Linked DNA regions of Mus musculus: region 1 is linked to region 2. Evidence: chromatin contacts called from public HiChIP or PLAC-seq data. All regions are on one chromosome and are shown on one strand. Each heading gives the region's core, a stretch centred on a gene start, on an enhancer-like site or on the middle of the called end of the contact. The rest is flanking DNA. Distances are from core to core; before and after follow the strand shown.

Region 1 (5,814 bases), core at 3,127-5,626, 470 kb before region 2:
TTTAGAAGATGGAATGGTAAGGCGTTTCTCCCCCGGAACAAAGGAAGTATTGTTGGAGGTGGGGGTGGGAGCACCACGCAGGCAAGCAATCTCATGCTCAGACAACACCCCTGGAATCCAGTTCCACCTCAGGATGAATCAAGTACCACTGAGGAGAAAACACAGACTGCCGGGGCTACAGGCTTGTTTATCAGGACGTCAGGAGCTCAACTGCGAGGAGTCAGCTGAAAGCTCTCACCCCAGGAAAGACACCCCAGAGCCCAGGACAGAAAAGGCATAGAAGGTCAAGTGTCCAAAAAGCCACGTGATAGGAAAAGAAGACTCCAGGAAGTGATAGGCCTGGGCCAAGAGAATGTATTTGAATTTGATCCATCTGTTCAACACATATTTATTCCTTGCTTTTTAGCAGGTACGGTGTCACAAGCCAGTTGTTCAATTTTGATCAGAAGGACATGGCTTAAGGGGAATATAAAGCTTAAAGGAGGAGACAGGGAACCTATAGAACAAGCACACCATGTGAGGGCGCACGCGTGCACACCACTGCAGTGTACTGTAACCAAGTAGACTGGGAGGAGGAAGGAGGCCAAGTGTTCCGCCAGGCCCAGGGAGGAAAGGCCTGAAACCAGAGAGGATGAGATGCCAGGGCGCCTGTGGATCGCCAGCTTATAGAGCAGATAATGAGGGTGGCCTAAAGAGCCCACTGGACCATCAGAAGGCCAGAGGCCATACCTTAATTTCTACCTTTCTAGAATCCCCTCTAAGGTTTCACATTCTGGAAAGTTCTATATAGATATTTTGTGCCTTCCTACAATAATTACTTAGCACTCCTGAATCTCAGAGGACCAAATTCAATGGATGCATTCACATTTATCTCATACCCATTTTCAGGATTCCGGGAAACCAAAGGTACCTACAGCAGACTCTATCCGGCAGAGAGAGAGGAAGGGAGCAGGAAGGGAGCAAGTGTCAACCTTCCCTTTCTTATAAATAAATAGCTTCTCTAGGTTGCCTGCTACAATTGGCCTTTTCCCAGAACTTTATGCTCCACTGAAATTACTTAAATAAACAACTTTGGGTTTTGTTTTGCAAAATGCAGGGTTTCATGTACCTCAGACCGGCCTCAAACTGCTTACATAACCTTGAACTCCTGATCAACACACCCACCTCCTGAGGGTTGCTGCCACTCACCACCTTCGCGACTCTGGTTCTTAACACAGGAGAAAAAAGGCTGTTCCCAGCCCTTGACTCCGGATTTAGGGCTAAACTTTAACTAATTAATTTATAGTTAATCCCATGAACTATTATAGAAGCATTTCAAATGCCATGCATAGGAATAAGAAGAGATGCATATGAAACAGGCAGAATGAAGCATCCTCAGCTAGGCGGCCAGGCATTTTGGGTTTGGACAAGAAACTGCTCAGCAGCTTTCTGACAGCTTCACACACTACCTGAACTGGCCAGCAGAGGGCGACGAGGGAGCCGTCAGACACAACATGGAGCCACACCCAGATCATGGTTGCTTTTTCTAGTGTCTCTTCCGGAGTTCTCAAAAAAACTCGAAATAAGAAATTCTTGTCAAAGAAAAAAGAATGAGAGAAATCGAGACGATCTTTTTATTGAGATAATAGCATAAACATACGACTACTGGGCATTTTCAAGTGGACAAACCTGGGGGAATTTCACTTCAGCATCATGCTACATGCCTGTCTAATCCCAGACATAAGAAACGCCTGCGTGTGATATAGCTAAAATTCACAAATCTCTCAGCAGTGTTTTGACCTGAATCTGTCACATCCCCACTTTGCCCCTACCCACATTCTGGGAAGAATCCTGCTCTTCCCTCACCCGGCAACCCCCAGTCAGCCTCCTGTATCTTACAGTTCACACCATCTGATCCAGGGGTAAAGTTACAACTGGAAAAACAAACCCATCTGCGTCCTTCAGTTCTTCCTCTGGCACGTCTACAGTTGCGGAAGGCAGTGAGCACAGATACTGTTCCCCAGCTCTGAATGGTAATAAAAATTATCAAATTCTTTTACCTTACAGTTAATGAAATGGAAATGAGCAATGAACTCTACCCAAAACCTTAAGTCAGTGATGAGAAATGTAGTTGTTTCTGGGCCTGTCTGAGCATCATTTGAAGCGCACCATGTTAACTGATAAGATAACAACTCAGAAATAACTAATATCATAAAGCCAAAAGGCTTACAACCTAGATCCATTAAAAAAAAAAGAATTTAATTTAATCTACTTCATAGTTTTTTTGTTTTGTTTTGTTTTGGGGGGGTTGTTTGTTTTGTTTTTTAAGAAAAAGGGAATGGGGGTGGGGTGGGTGGGAGATTGTTGTAGGACACTGGATTGAGGGAGGGCGGGAGGTGTAGAGAATGGGGCGGTTCCGCCCTAACAAAGAGGCAGAAACTGTGTCTCAACAGCCACCAAATCCAGTTCAGGGCGGTTTGAGCCAGTTTCTGAGCTGGATTGAGAACAACAGCCACAGGCTGAGACTTCACTAGGGTGAAATGGAAAATCTAGCATGGATTTTACAGACAGACCTGAACTGGACGGGGACTTGCTGGAACCTAAACCCAGTTCCTGGGGTGGCAAAGTCAGATGAAATACCAGGCCTGGTGCCGGATCGGTTGCATATCATCGCAGAGAAAGTTCAGAGTCGGGACTCTCTGTTGAGATCCGGTCCACATTTTCCCTCCTGCTGCTTCTGACTGTAGCTGGTGAGGGAAAAAGGGCCCCAGGATATCAGTTTTCAGAGAGCTGGCCAAGGCCTTGGGGGGAGGGGAGGACTTTGCGGCCTGGTTTATTGCCTGTGCTGGAGAGTGGGGGCGGGGAGGGAGGTAGGAGGGTCTGAAACACTGAGAGGAGCACTTCACACCCTGCATGCAGTTCACACCATTTTCCAACACCTATGTTTGCATATCTTTGCAAAGCACAAAACACACAACCCCCCCATGCCTATGGTACACCCGGCTAACAATTGGATGACAACATCTTCTGCCCCAGGCGTTGACAATGCATGTGCCCAGTTGGGCCAAAGTGCTCTCCTTCTGTGTCCCCAAATACACACATGCTGTACACACCTCAACTCAAAGCAACAGCAATCTCAGACGACACTGGAATGATGGTTAAGTCTTTGACCGGCTCCCCTCCCCCAGCTGGTTGTCCAGCAGCCCCCAGGGTGAGCGACTCCAGGAGCAGCTGCCACCCAGTTGAACCGGATGTCGTCCAGTGTGCACTTCCTAAGGCCACACAGGGGTCAGAGGATTCCCAGACAGCTACCACCCCTCCACCTTAAAAATCTCCCAGGACTTTGAGGAGTTCTAGAACCTAGACAAAGCCCAGGTCAGTCTCGTTTGGAAAGGAGGAGGAGGAGTGTGGAACCTCTCCTCTTGAATGTCCCCAAATGGTTGGAATCTTTCAGGGTCAGCAAGGGAGCACCTGGAGTCTTAGAAGCCAGTCTGCTCTGGGAATGGGGGAGGGGAGTTCCTTTGGTGTGTCTGTGGGTGTTGAGACGTTGAGGGAGAAGACTGGGAGACCCAGGGCTGAAATGTCGACATGCCATTCCTTCTGTTACTCTTAGACATCTGGAGAGACGGTTGGAACCCAGCCTACTTTGCATTATTTATGTGTGACCTTTGAAGCAGGGGACGCTTGTTACTGGCAGGCATTCTCTATCTGTTGCTTATTGCACAAGTATTGACTAAGTCCTTACATAGAAATGGCAGTATCAAGTGCGCCGGTATGGACCCTATTTGTTTGTATGGTTGTTGCTTGGCAAAGAGGTGGCTGACTTTACGGAGAGCAGCACTTTTATGTGACGATGTAGTAACCCACAAAAGAGATTAGCAGGAGAAATCATTAGAAGCCCCACACAGTACCATGCATTTCATATCTTACATGAGCCTAGCCACTGTACATCCCTGAGAGCGAACGGCATTGCTGTTCCCATTTTAGAGATGAGAAAAATAAAGTTCGAAAGGATCAGGTAGTGTTACTGATCTATAAAACCTGTCAGAGAAAGATATTGGCTCCAAAATCCGTTCTTTTAACCTGACTCTATGCCGCCATCATGGTGTCAAATGCTTGCCAGCATTTCTAAAGCGCCTACTGTGTGACAACCTACTCTGGGTGGAAGACACGGTCCTGGTGACGCTGATGAGAAGATGGTCCCTGCCTTCAGCAAGCTTTCAATCTACTGACTTTTGTTCCAAGAAAATCTCGGGCCTGGCAAGCGCAGGGCTTTATTTTCGGACTCAAAGGCCATCTGGGAAACTTGAACTTCCCAGCATTCCCGTGCAGTGCTGGGTGTGGGGAGGCCTGGAAACCGGGAGTGACCTGGTAACAGCAGGCACCAGACAGGCTAACAGCCTGGCTGCCTGGAAATGGGCAGGGCCTGGCCCGGGGAGCTGTAGCCATGGCAACCCAGCCTGTTTCCAGAACAATGTCTCCAGCCAGGGAAACAGCTCCCGGAGCCTCCCCCTATATAATCCCCAGAGCAGACTGGAGGCACAAAGGACTTCATTCTAGTGTGGCTCTCCACCCTAAGCCAGAACAAAGCCTGCCATTTGTTGCCTGGGCCCTGTCTTTGTGTTGCGCTTGTGACAACATCCACAAAGCACAGCAAATTCCTTCCTTTCCGCTACCTCTTTCATTTATATCGTATTTATTGTAATTTTCCTTTATCCCCATTTTACAGATGCAAGATCTACAGCGTGAAGGAGCTTGATAGCTAAAGCGAACCTTTAAAACCCAGAGGCCTTTCAGGTTTGCCTGTTTTGTGACAGGGCTCTCCAGACACAGTGAAGAGAGGTCCTGTCCACGGCCCGGACACGGTGGCACTTGGAGACTGGCCCTGGACTCGCCCAGGCCGGCTCTCTGGAGATTGAGGTTCGCCCCGCCCCCACGCTGCAGCTCGCCCCTCCCCCACACCACGCCCGCCCCTCCCCCACGCCGCAACCGCAGTCTGGGCCGGAAGAGGAATGCGAATGCAGAAGGCACGCCCGCCCCGCCCTGCAGGCCTCCGCAGCAGCTGGTTCAGAAACTCAGCCTCACAACCTTGAAAAAAAAGACAGCCAGCCGGCGCCTGTGCTGGTCCAGGCCACCCAATGGTTACTTCCTGTGCACTGAAGGTTGTCAACCACCCATGCAGAGTGTAACCTCCCTGAAACCGAGCACAGGGGACAGCCTCCACCCTCAACACCAATAACCCGACAGATAGATGGAAGTGTAATATAAGGACGGGAGAGATGTTAAGGTCTAAGCTCACAATCAAAAACATAACTATAATTATCCAGAAATGTCTACATTTATAAGTAATATAAATATTTAAATTATGTCCCTCCCAAAAGAAATGAGACTTCTAATACTTTATTGTACACTTTTAGCCCCAACACTTGAGAGACAGAGGCAGGCAGAGTGTAAAGGCCTCCCTGGACTACCAAGTGAGTTCCAAGACAGTCAGGGCGGCACAAAGAAATCCTGTCTCAAAAAAGAAAAAAAAGAAAAAACTTGCCCTAAAAAATCGGTGATAGCTCACACACATAATCCCAGCACTCAGATGCTAAATCAGGAGGATTGTCAAGAGTACCCGGCCAGCCTAGGTTGTATAGCAGGATTCTGTCTCAAACACACCTTTCTGCCGCAGAAAAACATGAAAGGAAAATAACTGTTGTTCCCCCTGGAACTCGTACAAGGTTTCAAACAATATTTTCCACCCAGTCGTTAAGAGGTTTCTTTGCTCAAGGGTAACTTATCAGTAAGAACTGTCTCCACCCAGCCCCAGAGGAACAATTGGGAATCACT
Region 2 (5,999 bases), core at 2,114-4,613:
ATAAATATTAATTCTTTTCCTTGCCTTCCTTCGTGGCCCTGTCATTATGTGTTTTGTGGGACCTAACGTCCTGAGGAGGAAGTGCTTCCCCTGGGTATAACTGATCCTCTGCGCCCTTCCTCCTCAGGATGCAGTCTGTTTCTCTGCGGAGGAAGGACGGGACCTTGAAGGTTAGGAACTTGTGAGGATTATTTATAAATGAAATCCAACGCAAAAATGGGACAGTGACTACTGCATTTCTTTTGAAATACCTCACATTAACAATTCTATTTTCGATCTTATTTCTTGACCCTTCGCCTGACAGAAGGTTCGCTCTGAATGAGATGAGTCAGCGGGCTCAGAGAGCAGTTAGTGGACACACTGCCTCTGGCTAGGGGAAAATGCAGGAAGATCTCGCTACGTTGAAAGGCTGGGTTGGCCGGGGTCTTATCCTGCACCTCTGAGTCACTAAGGGGAAGACATGGAGAGATGTGTGTGTGTGTGGTGGGGGTGGGAAGAGCAGGAGCAGGGGATTTCCCACAGGAGGGCCAAGCGCCCAGAGCTAGGTTCTTGCTGAGAACTGCGCATGTCACAGCCTGCCCTGCCGCCTCTGCTGCTGCCTGGCGTCAAGAGACCCCAGATTGTCTGCCAGGACACCCACAAGGCCTCTTCTCTTGCTTATGGAGAAATCCCTTCAGTATTTCTAGTCACGTGAAAGATCTGGCCCTTTCTGGGGCATCCCAAGGCCATTTTCTACCAAGGCAGCCGCATGGGCATCCAAAACTGGACAAGAAGATCCAAGCTAGTGATTGAGAGGAACCCATCTTGTATGACGCAACGAAGGGGACATGGTTCTAGAAAATCTCCCTCTCCTCCCTCTCCCTCTCCCTCTCCCTCTCCCTCTCCCTCTCCCTCTCCCTCTCCCTCTCCTCCCTCTCCCTCTCCCTCTCCCTCTCCCTCTCCCTCTCCCTCTCCCTCTCCCTCTCCCTCTCCCTCTCCCTCCCCCTTCTCCCCCCCATTTAAAAAATGCCTCCCCCCCACCTTTTTAAAAGACGGGGTCTCACTCTGTATCCTTGGCTGACCTGGAACTCACAGAGATGCCCTGCCTTTCAAATGCTGGAATTAAAGTCGGGCCTCACCACTCCCACTGAGGACCACAGACTCTTCTTTCCTGCCTATGCATTCCAAGCGCGCTCTTCCAGCTCTGTTTTTCGGTGCAGAAAGAGATAAGAGTACGAATCACTATGTTCCCCCCCCCCCCACACACACACACACTGCGTGACGTTCCTCTTTCACAAATACCACTTTAAATAATCTTAAAAGACAGCTGCACTCTGGAAGCCATGACTAGGCAAAAAACTAGACACAGTCACCAAGGTTCTAAATTAATGTGAGACGTCAAAGACAATTTCATGGACACTCGAACTTAGATTATTAGACCCCCGAGGAATCCCCTGTGGAGTTTTAGTCAGCTTGGGTTGAGGAAACCAGAATATTATCAATAAAGGGCAACCTGGTAAGATCTTATTGTATGGATGAAAGTACCAGTGATTTTTCAGGAGCAATCAAGACCCGAGGCCTGCAAAACTCTACCTGGGACTCAACCCACCATCCACCAATGTAGTCCATCTCAGCAGCGAGGCTGCTGTGCAAACAAAGACATTCCACATGTGGGATTAGAGAAATCTTCTTCCACAGACAATGTCTAAGGCTATCAACTCTTTTACTGTACCACTATATGAACTGCTGAACACTTCCTTAATATTCTTCTCCATTCTCTCAGTATGAAAATCGTGAGTTTCTCAATACCAGGCTTGGCACACCAGAGGGCTCTGAGCCAACCCTGGCTGTCTTTTCTCTCTGCTTAGTTTTCACCCCACAGGGCTTCTTCTCCCTTCCTGTTAGCTCAAGTTTGTCACGGATCATATTCCCGTAAATTCCCCTCAGAGTAACTCTGCTGTTCTGAGCTTCCAGTGGAAACCAAACTGTGCGCGGCTGAGCAAAGCCTGTCTCCCTGGGACAGACCCACACTCTCCAAAATGGTGAAGGACCAAATTCCGAGGGCAAGAAGATGCCCATGAGGTTTAGGCCGGCTAGTCATGGTTGTTTCTCACTGGCAGAGTGTGGGCCACGTGGAAGGAGAGTTGATCATGTTCTATCAGAAACCTGAAGGACTCACAAAAGAATAAGCTCATTTTGTCAGTAAACTTGCACTGTGTTTGAAACGGGCAGGGGTACACTCTTAGAAATGCCACAGAGAGAAATGGCACCTGTTGGTGACAAATTCCCAGCCAGCAGGTCACCGCTGATCTCTTCTTGAGTTCTCATGTGGGGAACCCAGTGTGCTAAGCCTGACTTCAGAAGGCTCTTAGTGTCTTTGTGAAGGGGTGGTTTGGGGGCCTTCCTGTAAGAGTCTGACTCCCTCACCGCCTAGTGAAAAACTACTCAGAGCTTCTCAGACCCATGCTACAGTTACCCAAAATGGGGCATTTAGCACTTGCTGACTGGAAAACCTGAGAAAGAGAGGAGAGCATACCAAGTGATGCCTAGAGCCCTTCTAGCAAGGCCAAAGTTCAGACCACGACAGCTGGAAGGCCCACCGACCACGTTTATAGCTGGGCCCACGCAGACTCTCCTAGTGCCTCTCCCACAGTTTTCTCCACATCTTCTGGGTCTGCATCAGTTCCCCTTGATGTGGAGGGCTGCTTTGTTTTTTGGCAGTCACAGTGAATATCTTCCTGCCCAGCCCACTGCAGGAATTTAATTCCCCTGGTTTTTGCTAAGGGCTTAGCATTTGACAGCTCTGCACCATATTTTCTCTCCTTTCAAACAGTCTCTTTAAAGTGTGCTCAAAAACAGGAAACCACACATCTCCACCCCAGCACAAGCCGCCATCCACAGCACAGTCAGTATCAGAGGTAGGGTTTTCCTTTTCCTGAGCGCAGCCAAATTCCAGCTCCTGCCTAGCAAGGAAACCACCCAGTGCTGCCCCCCACTCCGCCCCCATTCCAGGTATCCCCAGAGCCCTTCTCTAGAACATTCTGGTAGCAGGGTACTCTCTCCTACCTCCTTCAGCTTGTCTCCCCTTCTCAGGGCTGACTTCCCCTTTTCTGCTCCAGCAATCTCTTTAGCACTTTCTTATCATGAAGTTCGGTTTAAAGAACCGCCCTTCCTAAGAACAGCAACAGCTCCTCTGGCAAGGGCAGTAGGGTGGTTCTGAGATTTCCTACAGGACTCTGCGCCCACCTGCAGCCTCCCCACCTCAGGCATTCAACTTACATTCCAGGCTCCAGTCGGCCCTGTGTCTCTGGAGGTTACCTCTGTCTCTCAACTCTGACTGAGGACTGGCAGAACAGGAAGGAAGTTGAGAGAGAGAGAGAGAGAGAGAGAGAGAGAGAGAGAGAGAGAGAGAGAGAAGAGGAAAAAATGTTTTAAACCTACTTGACAAGGAAACCCTGGGCTGTCTCGATATCCTGCTCTGCCTATCTTCCGATCAGCCGTCTGAGCAGCATTCTTGACAATTAATGACACATGTGGAGCAAACCAGCCCATGTGACATAGATGCATGAGTGTGCATGCTGGGGGAGGGTCCCTGTAGCTGTGTGTGCTTTCAATGACTGGGTGTGCGTGTCTAAAAGCCATAATCTCGGGGAGAGACATAGGGCCCCTAAACAGAAGTAATAGGCTTTATTGTGTACTACAAACTTCTGCTCCTCTAAGGCTCCTGTCAGCTTTCTTTTATTTATAATTCATTTATTTATAGTAAGACAACTTGCTGGTAGGAAATGAGGAGTAGAAATTATGAATGTTAAATGTATATACTGGGTGCTCAATTTAAATAATTTGTCTTCAGACAGAGGGTTTTTTTTTTGAGCTTTATTTATTGGTCCTCATTTGAAGATGTTGCTGTGTATTATTGCACCACAAGCCTTCAAACGAAATAAACAAAAGTAAAAACAAAAGCAAGAACAAACACTGTTGGTTATATCTAGGAATGTAGATTGTAAATGCAGCTTCATTAATTCCTCATCTAACGCAGAAATCTGTGACAATCACATGGATGCTAAAATTGACTTTGCAGCTATTTGAGGAGTGGCTTGTGAATAAATTTAAATGAGAACAAGCTGCCAACACTGTGTGCAGTCCCGTTGGAGACAGGGCTGCGGTGTCTGCGTTTCGATGCTTTCTCTAACTTGCTCCTAAGCTGCGGTCAACAAGGCATGCTCGTTTATACTAACATTTCAATAATCAGTATTTGTATTAATATGCGTAGTGACTGCTACCTCAACCAAGGCACTTGGGGAAAATGGCACTTTTCCTCTCTTCATCCAAATAGGCTGCATGCTCTTCAGTTATTTTGAACGTCGCTGTGAGTTGTGTCTGGTGCTGAGATGTATTCAAATGCTAAGTACTGGCCACCAAGATCTGGTTGTCCCCCAACATCTTCAGTAGACCAAGTGATGCTATGTAAATCTCATTCCCCAATTGAAAACTATTGGCTAGATAAAAGTGGTTACAGCCAATTACCAGGTAGAATAGAGGCAAGTGGGTTTTCAGTTACCAGGATGAGGGTCGCAGGTAGGGACCATGGGAAAAAAGAGAGAAGGAGAGGAAGAAGAGAGGACGAGGAAGGAGAAAGGAAAGAAAGAAAACAGGAGGTCTCCATTAGACATGATGAACCAGGAGTATGTGGCCGTGAAATGCCCCGCCCACCAGGATAGACTGATGGAGCAGAAATAACCTGGGATGTGTGTGGGGGGCGATGGGGGAAGACTCAAACATCAACTACTTGTGGAATCACAGTTTGGAAAGTAGATAGTCCAGTGTATAGAAAAATAGATTAGATGTGACCCCACCCACCCACCCAATAATTGTGCTAAGCTGATTAAATAAACTCATAGGACTTTGCCTTGATTATTTGGGGGCTGTCTGAGTCATATTAATAGACAATAGAATTTAATAAAATTAATTGAGAGACTACATTATGCCCTTAGAGTAAGGAGAACTGGAGTGATCCTGAGACTGGCAGTCATATGGTCAGACATGGGCTTCTGACCTAGGGAACATATAAGAAGGAAATGAGGGAGCATTGTGGGCTGTGTGCTGGACAATTTTATGTCAACTTAACACAAGCTATAGTCAGCTGAGAGGAAGGAACCTCACTTGAGAAAAATACCTCTACTTGATAAGAAGGGCCCAGCCCATTGTGGGTGGGGCCACCCCTGGGTTGGTGGTTCTGGGTTCTATAAGAAAGCAGGCTGAGCAAGCCATGAGAATCCAGACAGTAAGCCACACCCTCCAAGGCCTCTGTACCTCTTTCTGACCTGGATCTTGACATGGAGCTCTTGAGGCATAGAGGCCCAGGCAAGGTAGTACATGCCTTTAATCCCAGGAGACTGAGGCAAACAGATCTCTGAGTTCAAGACCAGCCTGGGACAAAGCAAGTTCCAGATCCAGGCATGGTGGCACACACCTTTAATCTGGGCCACAGCTTCTGTTGGAGGCCTACCTAAGGACAGCGGAAGAAGGAAGACTCACTCTTCTTTGCCTGCTTGCACTTGCCAGCTCATCTGTTGGTACCTACTTCTTGAGGATTCCAGCTTATGCAGAAAGCCAGCTGAAACAACTAGCCTCGTGGGATTGAGCAACTACTAGATTTTTGGACTTCCCACTCATAGCTGTCCATTGTTGGGATAGTTCGACTGCAGACTGTAAGTCATTCCAATAAATCCACTTAATATATAGAAACTTTCCATAAGTCCTGTTACTCTGGAGATCCTTGACTAATACACGTCCCAAGTTATTTTGGTCATGATGTTTCATCACAGCAATAGCAACCCTAACTAAGACAGGGTACAAGTCTGAAAACCAGCACGCAGGTGGCTGAGGCAGATCCGAGGTCGGCCAGGGCCACATGGCTATATAGTAAAGCCCTCTCATTAGTGACAGACAAAGAAACAAACAAACAAACAAGCAAAGAAACAGAAAACAGTGCATAATTACACTTAACAAAGTTAATA

The links. HiChIP or PLAC-seq counts read pairs in DNA pulled down with a chosen protein or histone mark.
Region 1: a contact with region 2 is called in an H3K27ac HiChIP or PLAC-seq map of thymic regulatory T cells, with 4 times the contacts expected there. The contact joins the enhancer-like site here to the promoter of Arhgdib in region 2. A contact is called at or near these places in 4 of 39 promoter capture datasets (the C10 cell line, the HPC-7 cell line, liver and 1 more), 10 of 484 Hi-C or Micro-C datasets (B cells, CD8 T cells, the G1E-ER4 cell line and 4 more), 6 of 115 datasets of contacts at active chromatin or transcription factors (CD8 T cells, bone marrow-derived dendritic cells, double positive thymocytes and 3 more) and 2 of 9 other capture datasets (adipose tissue and liver).

What each region holds. Positions count from the first base shown.
Region 1 is chr6:136,466,050-136,471,863 of GRCm38.p6, forward strand. Gm36897 (predicted gene, 36897) reads left to right here. Exons shown (of 2, transcript NR_168025.1): 2 at 4,709-5,359. Among named protein-coding and RNA genes, the nearest start is that of Gm36897, 5.3 kb to the left of the region's middle. Within about 2 kb of position 4,377, at least 336 of the 459 cell types and tissues checked have an H3K27ac peak or open chromatin away from gene starts, as enhancers often do. A contact at or near this core is called in B cells, CD8 T cells, the G1E-ER4 cell line and 9 more, where this site is marked.
Region 2 is chr6:136,938,393-136,944,391 of GRCm38.p6, forward strand. It overlaps Arhgdib (Rho, GDP dissociation inhibitor (GDI) beta), which reads right to left and starts at 3,364. Exons shown (of 6, transcript NM_007486.5): 1 at 3,259-3,364.